Linked DNA regions of Hordeum vulgare: region 2 is linked to region 1. Evidence: chromatin contacts called from public Hi-C data. All regions are on one chromosome and are shown on one strand. The core of a region is the stretch at or near the end of the contact, and the rest is flanking DNA. Distances in the headings are between cores, read along the strand shown.

Region 1 (7,894 bases), core at 3,976-6,475:
GGGGGTTTGCGCACCCGCAGCCTGCAGGGCAATACAACTGTAACGTGCGTCAGAGATTCAGAGTGTACTACGGAGGGACTACTTCAATTTTTTTATTTGGACTACATTATTATTTGATCATTCATTCATGATACCTCTGTTTTGGGCTGGCCGACACAGCACTAGTTTGTTTAGCGAATAAATATCAGTTGGCATGTCCTCTAGAAAACAGTTTCCACGCCTATTCTGCAATATTTTAGAGGGTTCTAATGCGCATCCCGTCGGTGCCCCCATTTTATTACTCCTCGGTCTTGATCTATCTCTAGATAATCCAAATTGTACTAATTTATTTCAGAAAAGCGCACTATTGAAACAGTCTGCTATTAGAGCGTCTGTCCTCTCTTTCAATCAATCAAAATAAATAAAATAAATTAGAGCAGCGGTGGCGTGGAACGTCAGGCGTGTAAATCGCACGGCAACTGAAGCGCTAAACACACGTGCTCGACTATGCCTGAAGGTTTTGACATCACTGTAAAATCACAGCCCGATAAAACATTCCTGAAGGTCTAACTTTCCTGAAGCCAAAGCCGATCCTGTTTGTTCCAACGTACAGTATCTGCTAAGTTCCTGCAGATCAGAAGATCAAAAGCATTCCCGAACCATATCACCGTGTTCAGATCTTCAGTTGACCACTCAACATCGACAGCATAGCTAACACCCAGCGGAGCGCCAACCCCGGCCCGCACTTCCAGACTATATTTTTACACCATCCATCGAAGTCCCATGTGCTATAAATACGTCTCGCCTTCGTGGAGATTCACCACAGCCTCGATCGATCAGGTGCAATTCTTTAGCAAGTCCTGCAACACACACGACCTCCAGTTTTGCAGAAATGGAGCTCAAGGCGGCTGCTCTCGTCAGCGCATTGCTTTGCCTGGCGCTCTCCCGCGGCGCGCTGTCCCAGAGGGCACGGGCGCCGATCGTCGAGACCCCGGCGCCGGCGCCGGCCCCGCGCCACGTCGAGCTCGCCGAGCTGCTCTCCCTAGCCGGGCCTTACGGAAAGTTCCTGGAGTACCTCACCAAGACCGACGTGATCAAGACGTTTCAGAGCCAGGCCAACGACACCAAGCAGGGCATCACCGTGTTCGCGCCTCAAGACTCGGCGTTCGCCGCCCTCAACGAGACCGTGCTGTCCAACCTCACCGCCGACCAGCTCCGGTCGCTCATGCTGCACCACGCCATGCCCAGGTACTACCAGCTCTCGGCCTTCTCCGCGCTGGCGGCGGCGAGCCCGGTGTCCATGTTCGCGTACAAGGTTAACGTCACCTACGCCGCCGGCACGATCGGCGTCGTGTCGGGCTGGGCCACCGCCAAGCTCGCCAGCAGCGTGTACTCGACGTCGCCCGTCGCGGTGTACGCGCTCAACAGGGTGCTGCTGCCCAAGGAGATCTTCCCGGCCGCTCCGGAGATGGCGCCCGTGCCTGCGCCGGCGCCGGCGCCGGGACGTGGGGGCAAGGCGATGGCCGACGCGCCGGGCGCCAGCGAGCGTGCTGCCAGTGACAATGCGGGCGCCAAGAGTTCGTCGTGCCGGGTCGTCGGCGCAGGGAGCCTTGTGCTTGGCTACGTGGTTCTGGTGGTCTCCGGGTTTTTGATGGTGTAGTCTGATAATTCTGTACATGCATTGGCACGAACCATGATTTTTTTTTTATTCCCTTCCGGAAAGTGTTACCAAATTCGTTTATTCCGCCGAAATGGTGTACAACATAATGTAAACGGTGCACATCGTAATGTATGCACTGCTTGTATGTATATTGTAGAATTACTTATCGTAAACATGAGAGATTGAGAGCCAACTTTATTTGTGCACGTGAATGAACGCCATTCCGTTTTCGGGTACGTTCTGAAGAACCTCTCTTGCATCACTCGTTTGACACCGTCCTTCATCGATCCTCTTAACCGCCTCGAAACTAGGAAGCTGGCCAGAGTTCTCAGCTCTGCACAAAATACGGACATCAGTCCCTCTACGGGCAGTTCAGCTCAGGCCACGTCTTCACTGCGGCAGTTGAACGATGGAGTTGGCGGTTGCGCTCCTCGCCGCCGCGCTGTCCCTAACCGTCCCGCTCGCCGGCGCACACCGCCCGCTCGCCGATGAGGTGGGCGCCCGCGCCCACCTTACCGAGATCCTAACGCCAGACCGGCCCTTCCAGACCTTCTTGAGGTACCTACAGCAGACCAACCTCGTCGAGGTGTTCGAGAAGCAGGCCTACCGGACCCACCACGGCATCACCCTCTTCGCCCCCGCCGACAGGGCCTTCGCCGCCGTCCACCCGTCGGTAACTTGATTTTTCATCACACAACAAGTCAAGAACCATCATACGTACCATCGTCTCGATCTGATAGGATGGGATGTTGACAACCGTTGCAGGTGCTGTCGGGTCTGAAGAAGCACCAGCTCAAGAACCTGATGATGTACCACGCGCTGGCCAAGCACTACGCGCTCAAGGAGTTCGACGGCCTGAGCCGGGTCAGCCAGGTGACGACGTTCGCCGGCGGGATGTACACGGTGAACGTGACGTGCGACCCGGGGGCCATCCGAGTGCAGTCGAGGTGGGCCGCCGCCAAGATCCTCGGCACCGTGTACGGGGTCGCGCCCATGGCGGTGTACGAGATCGACAGGGTGCTGCTCCCGGAGGCGATCTTCCGCGTGCAGCCCCCCGTCGAGGCGGCCCTCCCTGACGCAGAGCCCGCGGCGAGCGCGCCCGGCGCCAAGGGTGGCAACGCGACGACGACGCCTGGTGATAAGGCGGAAGGGGAGAGGTCTGCGTGCAGAGCAGCGGGTCGGCTCGACAGCTACGTGGCCGCCATGGCTCTGTGCGCCGCGTCGCTGGTGGCGGCATTGTGAAGTGTGCTACTGGCCAATACATGCAGGATAGTACGTACAAGCCATTGGGTGGATGCAGTGAATTGCTCTACTGATCGAGATTAGGATTTAGGATAGGTCAGGACTTAGGAGTTACATTACACGATGATATTGTGACGTTTTCGGAGTGTGAATGTGTGATAACGGCGGAATTTCAAAGTTTCAACCAGGGATCTTCCTGAATTCCATTATCTCGGCTGCTTGGAATTCATATATCAATTACCTAACCACCGGGTAAGGGCTCTGCCGACGCGCCAGGCGATTCCACGCCGGAATTTCAAAGTTTCAACCAGGAAACATTCCAACAATTCGAGTAATGGATGCTACTCCCTCCGTCCAGATGTATAGAGCATGCGCATAGTTCTAGATCGTTAATTTAACTACTTAAATATGCAGTATATATAATAAATAATATATCATTAGATTCATGCGAGAATGTAGTTTCTAAATATGTAATTTGTATAGCATATAATATATATTTAACTACTAGGAAAAGGGCCCGTGCGTTGCAACAGAAGAAAATAATAACACACGTTCTTAATTTTTTAAAAGAAAAAGGTTTATAATCTGACTATTTGTAGCTACGTCTCTAACAAAGATCATCTTATACTATAAAAATGCAGTTCAAGATCCATGGATTTTTTAAACACGGCTTGCATGTTGATTTAATACGTACAAAGAAACGGGTAAGTGATCCTCAATTTTTATCTTCAATCCTAATTTTGCTGAGATGTTCATCCACAATCCGGATCAATACCGGTATGAAAGAAAGAGAGATAATGCATTATTGATTAGGATTGCATCCAAGATAGTACTTTTTTTAATGGTTAACGGGTAAAATAACATCATATTCATATTCTACATAGTTTTCTAATTAAATTTCATATATAAAATGTTAAATTTAAAGTTACAATTTAGAAGATATGAGTGTTTTTAAAAACATTTGATATGTATTGCGGGTTTAATGTCAACAACATGAGGGGGTTTTCTATGAGCCAGCCAGTGCACGCCACACTTGTTATTGTGTAACACAATGGGATTTTTAAAACTCTAGCAACTAATCTCGTCGATCACAAACTACTCCCAACCCCTAGGCATATAAACACTTCTCAAGAACTAAGTAAAACCTAAACCTAAAAGACTTAACCGCTCAAATTCTAAAGATATTTAGATCAATCTTATGGAGAACTACTAAAATAGACCACATGACAGTATGAAAATAATAATCATTATTAGCACAATTTCAAACAATATGAAAATCAATATTAAACCACTGGTGCATAAACCTCATATCAACAGTTTAGTGTCCATCGATTTCGCAAAATGAATCTCTTTTTGCCTGGTTTTTATTTTTTATTATCTTATGTTTTTATGTTTTCTTTTCGGTTTCACATTTTCTCTTAGTTTTTCTATTTACTTTTTTACTTATTTCTTTTTCATTTTCCTAAATTCTTCCAAATTTTTGAATAATGAAAATTTGTCTGATCCACAATTCATTTTTGAAATAACGAACATTATTAGAAATCGTAACATTTTTTAAATTCATTTTTTTTAAATGTCCGAATTTTCTGAATAACAAACATTGTATGATTTCATGAACAATTTTCTAGAACTCACAACTTTTAAAATTTGGATTTTTGAGAAATTACGAAATAATTTAAAGATAGGAAAAATAAAAAAAATAATGAGAAATAAAGACATAAAAATAAAGATAAAAACATGGACCGGCCATTAAACATAATGGAAAGGAGGATGTGCATTCTAGTTGTAATAAAAAGAAAAAGGAGAGACTGAAAAAAAGCTGCATGATCCACGGATCGAACCCGGGTCTGCTCTCAAGCAGCATGCGGCTTCAGCCACTGCGCTACGCATGCCTTTGTAACATTTTCTTGTCCAAAGTTATAAGAACGAAACCTCACGGCGATTTCGACAGGAGAGAAAATCTGAATCGTTTTCTTATCTTGTGGATGGTATGGTGGGTAATTTAGTGCAACTTTAGGGGTAAAAATTATGACGTATGACAGAAGCAATATCTGTTTTATTATTAGGGGAAGATAGTTAAATTAACAATCTAGAACTACGCGCATGCCCTATACACTTGGACGGAGGTAGTACATAATTTAGTTTGGCAGATGACTCGATTTTATGGATAAAAATAAACTAGACAAAGTATACGAGATTAAACATGCTGACACCCGTAGAACCATTGAAATATGAGACATAATTTCACTACCGACGAATTTTCAGCACTCGTTCACCGTCTTCTTTGCGTGCGACATGCCCACGTAGGCCTGCACCATCGCTCTCTGTTTTTTCTTGTCTTCAACGAACAGTCCAACCACATCTTCTCCACCTAGCCTCGTCTCTTACCTACAGACACTTTCATAGATGTGTTGTTCCTTTATTCACACCCTTCTTTTTCTCCTCCCTCCTCCCTTTTTTCTTTCCTCAACAAGGCGTGCAACAACAGTTTTTGCAACAAAGATGATGTTGCAATGGGGACTGCTACACGATGTCATTTTCTACAACATGGTCTTTGTTGCAAAAAAAAATGCAACACGAGTCTTGATGCAGAACTACGGATAAGAGGCCGTAGATGTTGTTGTAAATTCTGCAACAAGAGTCTTGTTGTAAAAATACAGAGAAGAAGTTGGAGATGTTGTAATAAATTTTCCAAGCAGGATTTTCTTGCACGAATGAGGTTTGCAACAAGGGTCTTGTTGCAGGAAAATAAAGAAGAAATTTTGCAACAAGGATCTTGTTTCTGAAACTGGACCGTTGTTTCAGACTGTATTTGGTGAGGGATGGCGACCCAGCTGGTAGATCGGATGCTGCGTGCGCATATATCGAACTGCTAGTCGGGTGGTGGATATTTGCTACGGATCGACCGGTAGAAGCCTAGCAGCTCCCTTAAAATACTCAGTAAAACTCAAGGTATAATGAAAACTTCTAAAAATGCCGCTTCTCAATATCTTTTTTGCATCCTCATATTTTTTTTCAAAATTTTGGCGGCAAACTGACATACATATTTGCACAAGCTGAAATGACCTAAAATATATAAAAATTACTACCCCCATCCCTAAATATAAGTCTTTTTAGGGACTTTATTAGGAGACTACGTACCGAGCAAAATGAATGAATCCACATTTTAATATATATCTATATCCATCCGTATATAATTCCCTAGTGAAACCTTTTTCTAAAGATCCGGCGATGGCCGGCTTGTATTAAAATAGCAGGAAGCACATGGAGAAGAAATACATCAAAGGGTGGGTGGTGATCAATGGATCAAGGATGTAAGAGGAAGAACAACAAAAAAAGAGGGATGAGGTAGCTAGCCGGCTCTCATGGTGGTTCCCCAAAAGGGTGCTCTAGATGTATTGCGCCTGCGTCGCGCCACAGTCTAAGGGTTCTGTTGATTTCCTCCTTGATGTCTTGGGCTTGCCCCTTCTTGTTTCTCAAAGTGCATTCGTTTCTCTCCTTCCACATCGCAGCAAGAATTATGATGACCATAGTTTTGATCGCCTTGTTGTGCTCTGCCGGTGCATTGCTTATCATTTTGGATATGATAACTGCTGACTTGTTGCTGCCTTGTTGTGCTCTGCCGGTGCATTGCTTATCATTTTGGATATGATAACTGCTGACTTGCTGCTGCATGACCAATTGGTTGGGTGGAGGGAATTGCAGCCGACATACACTGCCACCTGCGACCACACTGCTAATGCTATCGGGCATTGCCAGAACAAGTGCACTGATGACTCAAGGTTTCTCACGCACAGTTGGCAGAAATAGTTGTTTGCCCAGCCTCTTCTTTGTAGACGATCATTACACCATAACCTATCCTTAAGGAGCAGCCATGCGAAAAACTTGAGCTTTGCCGGTGCCCAGGTGGCCCATATAAGCCGACGGAAGTCTGAGTTATAAAACCCCTGGAATTGGGCTTTATACGCCGAGCCGGCAGAGTATACACCTGAAGCTTCGTGTATCCAGCGGATAGAGTCGCTTATTTGCTCTTGCAGCTGGATATTCTTGTTTTGAATCCATCTATTCAACTTGATCGCTTCTTCCCATATGCTGGCGGTGTCACCATGTGCGAGATCTGCAATCCAATTGTTATTCTGTAGTGCCTCCTTGACAGTCCTATTTTTTCTGTGGGTGTGGCTGAAGAGATTTGGGAAAGCCGACTTTAGGTTTCCCGAGCCTGTCCAGGGGCAATTCCAAAACGAAGCCCGTTCACCATTCCCTAGTGTAACTAACGTAGAGGCGTTGAACAAGGCTTTGTCGTCATTATCACATGGGAGTTGCATGCCATTCCATGGTCTATCGTGGGTCGTCCAGGATAGCCATAGCCAGCATAGTCGGAGAGCTCTGGTGAAACGTGTCATGTCTAGGATTCCGAGACCTCCATTTTCTATTGGGCAACATACCCCTTGCCAACCTACTTTGCATTTTCCCCCAGAAACCTCCTCGTGTTGTCCCCATAGGAATCGGTGGCGGGCCTTGTCGATCTCTAGAAGAAATTTTTTTGGTACCCGCAGCACAGATAGGGCAAAAGTGGGCAAAGATGTTAGGACATTCCTAACCATAACTCTTCTACCGGCTATTGTGAGGAGTCTCCCTTTCCATCCAGCGAGCCTGAAACCGAATTCTATCTAAGATGAACTGGATGTGGACGAGGCACAGCCGCGAGAGCGTGAGGGGGAGGCCTAGGTATCTTACAGGGAAATCTATTGTCTGTCCCCCAAAACTACGTAGAACCTCGTGAAGGTCGATTCCTTCACAGCGAATGGTCGTTGCCATCGATTTCACTGGGTTAATACGTAGCCCCGTCGCGTTCCCGAAGTCATGAAGGATGTCAAGTAGCGAGTCTATCTCTTGTCTGGCCGGTGTAGCAAAAATAACAGCATCGTCAGCATAAAGGCTGACCCTAAGGGGGATTTGTCTACCCGGCAGCGGAGCTAGCATTTGCATATCTGTCGCCCGTGCTAGTAGTCT
Region 2 (7,894 bases), core at 1,608-4,107, 120 kb before region 1:
TTTAAGTAAGGAAATTTCCTCATTTAAATCCCCTTAGGAGACCGTGCTCACACCCATGGCCTCGGTTAAATCCACAACCCGATCCCCGTCGTTGACCATACTCTTTGGGTGGTGAAACCCTTACAAGGAGACGTAGCTGTGATACAAATTGTAAGGATCGATATGGTTGACTAGAGGGGGATGAATAGGCAACTACCAATTTTTAGCTTTTCTTCAACAAATTAAGTTTAGCAACAAATATATTGTCTATATATGCAACTAGGTGAGCATTGGCTAAGTAGCAGTCAATTTAAACATGGAGGTTTTATCTCCAGCAAGATTTGAAGCTGGTAAGATTTAAGATTAAGGATAAATTGAGTGGTTAGACGGTAATTTATAAATACATGACTCATGTATCTAGAGGAGGCATTGGTAAGTCTTGCCTAGAATATAGGTCTTTCTTTAGGCCTTTTTATACCCACCTCTCCTTTGTAACATACTTTCTTTTATTATACAATAAATACCATAGAATTATTGTTCTATGGTTTCGGGGCTCAAAAAATCAAGGGCATGTTTGGTTTGAAGCCTAAGGTTGTCACGCCTAACATTACTCATGTCACAACATCTTAGATATGTGTTTTGTTCATTGTCACACTTGTGAATTGTCACATTTTTCTACATGATTCACATGCCATAGATTCAACTTTGTACCAGAACTTACCATACTTATGATGACCATTTTGTTCGGGTCGCGATAACGCCCACACATCTCGGCGTTAAGGGGTCTTGCCACACGTCTCGTATGGTATCTAAGAAAACCAGCTGAGACGCCTATGTGTGGGCCAAACAGATAATGCCCACACGTCCGGCCTCCTGTCTCACGTCACTACATGCATGCATGTGGAAATCTTTTTGGATTTCCAGTTTTTAAAATGTTTTATCTCTTAAATGGAAAATCTGATTGAAAATCCGTTTTCACCATTAAATCCATCGCGATGAGATCTTCGAAACTAGATCTGATATCAATATGTTTCGATGACTTTTTTGGGTTAAAACTTGCCATGTCTGTTGCACATGAACTGCCATGGTGTTTACATTGAAATTGCCATGATATGTTTCAGCTATTTTTTCTTTTACCTTTAAAACTAAATTTTGACATATTATAAAATGGGGAATTAAGAAACTAGACTTGCCATGAACCATAAACTAAAATTTCCATGATGAATTACCATGGTCAATTAATAAAAATTGTCGTAAAAATAGTTGAAAATATAGCGGTAGCTTGGAAAAATAGGTAAAACATGTTATGGCAACTTTAATGTAAACACTATAGCAATTATAGTACAAACATTATGGCAACTTTTGGTCAATTTGTTTTTCATCGATCATGGTAAAAATTCTAAAATTACCATGATCTATAAACTAAATTTGCCATGAGGGATTACTAAACATTGCCACGATCCATGTATTAAATTTGTCGTGGTTAATTACTAAAAGTTATCATGGTCAATTAATAAAAATTATCAAAAAAAGTAGTTGGAAATATAACGATAGCTTTAAATCTATAAAAAAAAGTAGATATAACATGTCATGGCAACTGTAGTGTAAACACTATGACAACTACAGTGTAACATCATCTCAACTATAATGTAACATCATGGCAACTTTTATCCGAATTTTTTTTCATCGAAACATATCAACATGAGATCTAGCTTTGAAGATCTCGTCGAGACGGATTTAATGGTGAAAACGGATTTATAACTGTTTTTTTAATTAGGAGATAAATCATTTTTAAGACGAACATAAAAAAAATTATGCTAAGAGAGAAACGAGCGTGCGAGCGAAGTGGTTAAATGACCACATCAACCCAGTCCTACATGACAAGTAAATTCAGATATCTGTTGCCAAGATTGGTGCAACAGTAAACGAACGGTAAACCTGGGTGGTTTGCAAAGGTCCACACGTGTGAGCGTTATTTTTTAGGTTTTGTTAATAATACTTTTTGTGCAGCTGTACTTTATTTAAGGTTAGTTATGATAAAATTAGCCATAAACCAAACATACCCAAGTATACTCTCAGTTTGTGCCGAGAATGGCTGCCCGACGGCGAATGATCGATCAACATGATTTGAAACAAGGGCGCGTAGGGCCGGCGTCGACTGCACATGACATGTTGGAACCTGTCCCCTGACATTTGGGTGATCTTCACCGACCGTGGAAGCGACGGGCACATGGGACAACAGCAGCTTTTGGCGCTGGGACTGTAGGATTATCCGGCGCGATCTGGGAGCAGAGACCACGACCATTACCCGTTCATGGACAGCACACGAACGAACTACTACGAGCCTACGACCCATGAGAAACCCGGCAGCACACGCGCACCTTGATTCAGGTGAACGTTCGTGGATTCGGCACCTGAACCTGATACTCGGAACATGCTTCTTCTCAGCTTCGCTTTGAATTAACAAGTCCGAGGCAAAAGCAGGCTGGCACATCATCCTGCTCGCAACAAAAAGGGTGGAGGAAGATTCGCCGGCATGTGCGAGCCGCCGCCCAGGCCAGCCGATGTTCTCGAAGATTTTGCCGCGAAGAAAGCGCCGGAAGGAAAAAAAGGTCCGGCCATCATCGCAAGGAGGCGATGGTATCATCCGCGACGGAAAGGCTTCTTCCCCTTCCCCAGCACATGGAAAGATCCCATCAATCGTCCGGGAACCCCTAGCCGTAGGCAGAGGCACCTCCGTTTTCCCTCTCCCCTGTTATCATTTCCTCGTGTCAACTAGTAGTACCAGCTATGCGATCGATGTTGCTAGCCGCTGCATCATACGGTTCCTTCTTTCGGGTGCACTGCGACGAAGTGCTCCTCCTGCCGCACAACATGGTCACCACCGGCACAGAAAGTGAAATGATGTACAGTAGCGGCTCTTTGTGCGGGTGGACCACTCATCGGCGCACAAAGCGCGCCGGCCCATCCGGTGTCGCGTCGTGGGTACGACGTGTTGCTTTGGGGTTTGGTAAATGAGTACGTGGGAACATAAATGGGTCTTGATTTGTATTACTACTCCCTCTGTAAAGAATTATAAAAACTAAACTAGCAAAAGAACCAGTGCGTTGCAATGGAAAAAAATAATGCCATACATTTTTAATTAAAGAATTTAGAAAAAGAAATTAAAGAAAAAAAAAAGAGTAGTAGTGCACAACCCATTAGCCGTGCCAAGGCCCAGCCTTACCCACTCCTAAATCCCCTGACCTAGCCCTGTCAGCCCAGATGCGTTTCTCTTATCCAATGCCATAGGGGGCTCTCTGCAAAAATGAAACGTTTTCTTGTTTGTAACACATAAAAAGGTACTGCGGGTTTAATTACCTAAAAGACAGGGGCTTTTTTAAAGAACGGCAGCGGTGGGTTTTCCGACGGAAGCAATAGCCTCTTTATTATTAGATATAAAAATATTTAGATCACTATTTTAATAATTAAAATGTTTTTGTATTTCTTTACGGAGGAAGCATGAGATATGTCTATGTATTGCAACAGAAAAAATAGATTGATGTGCATGTGCAAACGCAACACCATGTGCTTCGCCACAAAGAGAACTCTTATCCTACAAAATGACCAAATGTGGGAACCATGTTATACTTTCTTTGTATGGTATTATTAGACTGGTGGATCACTTAGTCTCAACCGAACAATATGACAAAACAAGTCTTGGCATCGATGACAAGGATGTGAGGTTACACATGTTTTGCCCTTATATAGTTCTAGACCGAACACGTTCGAACTAACACAACACCCCATGCTTCGACACTAAAAAAACGCTAATTGCTTCAGCATGCAGTACAACATCCGGATGATGCCATCGTCGACAGGCAGGGTGCCAATGGCAAGGATGCAAGGCACACATATTTTGCCCTTATATAGTTCACACATTGAGGCTCAAACATCCCCGCAATCCCTTCAATAATCCAATTTTGCATCTCATTCCTCTTAATCATCCAATTTTCTTGTATCCCATAATAATTTCGAATCCGTCAATCCTTTCATAGCCCACAATTTACTTTCATAAGGTATGTATGGAACGGCATGCACCTTCTAGCCAGCTTCTTACCATGGTCACTCACGGAGATATTTAAACAGCATGAGGTGGGATTATTTTCTTCTTTTATGATATCGCACGTATATATAAATATATAAACTATACTTGTGTAATATTTACACAATACTTGTTTGCCCCCGTGGCTAGAGCTTGCTGCCCCTGGGGGGAGGGGGGGTTGTTCGGTGATAAAAAACAATAGCCACTTTATTAGTATGTATAGATAGATATAGAAATCTATATCTATACATACCTAATAATAATAAAGAATGGATAGTTCCTCATCGTGCATCACGTCATTTTGTGAATAATCTCCTTAGTTTTCTGTAAACTAACTTGCAGTACATGTTTAAGTCACATCCAAACCATTTTTCAACACGTCATCTATATTTAAGTCAACTGAACTGTTTTTTTGTTTTAACAGAAAACCCCTTGACGTTTCGGTTAATCCCTGCACAGTTTATGTAACATAGAATTACCCATATCTTCTAAACCATAACTCTGATTTTAACATGTTATATATAAGATTTGATTAAAAAATGTGTAAAGTCTAAATATGATGTTAGTTTTAGTTGTTGAATATTTCTAAAATGTTAGTTTTGGTGCAAATTAATCTATAGTGCATGATTCATTTTTCTTTTGTACAAGCGGTGATCCGAAATGCAAATAAACACCCATTAATATCAGATTGACACAAACAAAACATCAAAAATCACACGTGCACACATATAAAATATCTCGCGAGAAAACTAAACATATTTCTCATCTAATTTTGAGCGAGTGGGCGCGCGAGAGAGGGAGAGACATTAGGACTGGCCACATTCAAACTCGTTTTCGTTGTGTGAGCACTGAAGCCACTGTCGGTAACACAAATACGATGCTATGTGAAACTAAAGGACGCGATCTTGAGTCATGGTTATTGGATTAATAGTGTGTGTTATTTTCTCTCTCGTTGTAACACACGGGCTTTTTTGCTAGTCTATATCAAATAATAAAGCATCTACTGATTCTGGCGATAAGGCATCAAAATTGCCTAAACTTATAAAATATTACCCACCTATGCACCTATAAGTCAGTAAAAAACGTTTCACAAAAATTATCCCCTGACTGGCCGGCCCATGTTGGGATCTCCTATATTGCGCTCTACGCTCGGAGAAGATGATGCACACCCATTTGGGCTGGCCTATGTCCGGGCAGCCTGTTTTTCAAATTCCCTTCTTTATTTTACCTTTTATCTTCTCCATTTTCATTTTTGCACTTTAAATAATTAGGGACTTTAAAAACGTTCTGAAAAATAAAACACAAATGAAAATTTTGAAATAAATGTTTAATAAATCAAAAAATGTTAGTGGACGAAAAAAATCAAATAATTTACATGAAATTCAAAAATTATTCCACCAAATTTCTTTCGTGATTTTTAATAAAATTATTGCATATGAATAAACGTTCGAAATTTCGCAAATAAATGCTCATTCAATAAAAAAGTGTTTGTAATTTTTTTTTAAATCATGTATTAAATAATATTAATAAAATTGAACAAAATTTGACCAATTCAAAACATGCTCATGAATGCAAAAATATACTAAAAATTAAAAATTGCTCATGACTTACAAAATAGTTTACTTATTCATAAAATGTTCGCTAATTCAAAAAATGATTATGTATTTCCAAAAAAGTTTTTTAAATCAAGAAAACGTTCATCAAATTAAAAGTTGTTTGCAAAATTCAAAAATTATTCCACCAAACTTCTAAAAAATGTTCGTCGATTCTAGGTATGTTTGTCAATTCAGGAAAATTGTTTAAAAAGTGATCATACTTTTCAAAAAATGTTCACAAATAGCATAAAAAGTTCATGACTACAAAAAATGTTCAAAAAATTATAATAGTATTTTGTTCACGCTTTCAAATATGTGCACGGCTATAAAAAAGTTCATGATTTCAGGAAATTGAGAGTCACAATGTATATCGGTGATGCAGCAAAATATGACCGTGGCCATTAAAAATTATGATTTTTTATCTCCTGTTGCAACACACGAGCCCTTTTGCTAGTTATTAAAAAAATAGTATTTGGTAAATGGTAGTAGGTGGCATAAATTGTGTCTTTGGGCGATTGGCAAAGTAAAAATATTTCCCAGAGCTCACACTATTTTGGATCTTTGAGTGCTCACCTTTCATGGTTTCATTCCAGGGGATGAGATCTTCAGCGTCGCCGTACAGAAATGCAGGATCGGAGAGCCCCGTTTCTTGGGACCACATTGCCGCTTTATTACTCAGTGACGGCCCAATGTATATGTGACTAGCTAGGTTGGTTTCATCGACGGGTATGGCTTATTTTGCTACATGATTAGCCCATGGCTTGAAATTTCTCGTGGCGTAGTTTATGGGAGCAACTATTCGAGGAGAACTTCGGTGGTACCCTCTCGTTAGGGTTAGTGGCATCCCCTGAGGCGATTCTCGTGATTGCCGAGGAGGGGCTGTCGTAGCAGGAAACTACCGAGTCATCAACTCGCAGGAAGTGACGCGGGGTTCTTCACTTTTACCAAGGGCTGTTTTGACATGGACGCCCTGGGGGGTTCTTCTTCGCATACGGGCAAGGAGCAAGACATCGATCTAGAGGAGATGATGAAGAGCATGGAACTCATGGAGGAGGAACTTTATGAGGTCGTCATTGGGGAAAAGGACGTTGAGATCTTCGCAGCTGAGGCTAGGTGGATGGCGATCGAAAGGGTTAACAAAGATCGACCATTTAGCCCTACTGCTTTCTCGGATAACATGAAGTTCATCTGGAGCTTGGCTCGCACGCCAAAGTTCAGGGAGGCCGATGAGAACCTGTTCATCTTTCAGTTTTCCTGCCTTGCAGATTGGAAGAAGGTTGTGCTTGGGGGTCCGTGGCTCTTCAGAGGTCTCAGGGTCATAATTGAGGACTACGACAACAAGACAGATCCTGATGCAGTGATTCTTGATGGCCTATATGTGTGGGCTCAGATTCACAAGATCCCGGACCTTTATCGTCGGGAGACAGTCGTAGACCAGCTAGCACACAGGATTGGCAAGGTTCGTGAGGTTCAGATGCATCCTACGCTCTACTACGAGGGAGATTCTGTTCGGGTGCATGCAAAAGTTATTACTGCCAATCCCCTGACCCGATTTATTCCGCTGATAGTGGTAGGCGAGGGTACCCAGATGCTTGTTTTCAAGTATGAAAAAATTCGTTAATTCTGCAAGGTGTGTGGGTTGATGGGACATGGTTTTGAGGAATGCAGCAATGGTGTCTGGAAGGAGGAGGATAAAAAGTGGGGTGGCTAGATGACCGCTTAGCGTCACGTGATGTAGTACTCATCAAACACAGGGGGTAGACTCCCATCTCGTGGGGGAAGGGGGAGAGGACGCGGAGGCAATTCAGACCGCGGCTACGCACCAGCTAGAGGCCGAGGCCATGCCAATGAGAACAGAGCGTCTGAAGGGGCCGAAGACCATGGGGACTTGGGACCTCGCCCCCGCGATGAGTCGGCGAGATGCATGGAAAGCGTAGTAGAAGGGAGCGAAGCAAGAGGGGGTGATTTGGCAGTGAATGACAATGATGACAAAGGAGTATTAGAACTGTTCACTTGGATGGTGTCATTCACGAGTTGGATGCTAGAAATTGCAGCAAGAGAGGCTCGCAAGATAAGGACCAGACTGTTTCTCCCAGTTCTGCTACCCTCGTAACATTGTCTAGTGGGGAGTTGTTTGTTGCAGAGAGGAACTGGGCGGGAAATGGAGATGACAACATTGCTAGACAAAAAAAATGCATTATTGGCGGGCTCTTGCGAGGAGCACCGTCGGGCACAA

Evidence for each region. Hi-C and Micro-C count contacts between places; a contact is called where the count stands out from the background.
Region 2: a Hi-C map of leaf shows a contact between it and region 1, with 1.9 times the contacts expected there. The contact joins two enhancer-like sites. A contact is called at or near these places in 3 of 6 Hi-C or Micro-C datasets (leaf and seedling).

The regions. Positions count from the first base shown.
Region 1 is chr2H:521,806,227-521,814,120 of MorexV3_pseudomolecules_assembly, reverse strand. It overlaps LOC123428592 (fasciclin-like arabinogalactan protein 7), which reads left to right and starts at 2,049. Exons shown (of 2, transcript XM_045112815.1): 1 at 2,049-2,312; 2 at 2,405-2,881. The coding sequence starts at 2,049. The coding sequence ends at 2,881. LOC123430410 (fasciclin-like arabinogalactan protein 7) reads left to right here and starts at 805. Exons shown (of 1, transcript XM_045114278.1): 1 at 805-1,788. The coding sequence starts at 872. The coding sequence ends at 1,639. Within about 2 kb of position 5,225, at least 2 of the 3 cell types and tissues checked have open chromatin away from gene starts, as enhancers often do. A contact at or near this core is called in leaf, where this site is marked.
Region 2 is chr2H:521,926,059-521,933,952 of MorexV3_pseudomolecules_assembly, reverse strand. No RefSeq gene overlaps it. Among protein-coding and RNA genes, the nearest start is that of LOC123430410, 120 kb to the right of the region's middle. Within about 2 kb of position 2,857, at least 3 of the 3 cell types and tissues checked have open chromatin away from gene starts, as enhancers often do. A contact at or near this core is called in leaf, where this site is marked.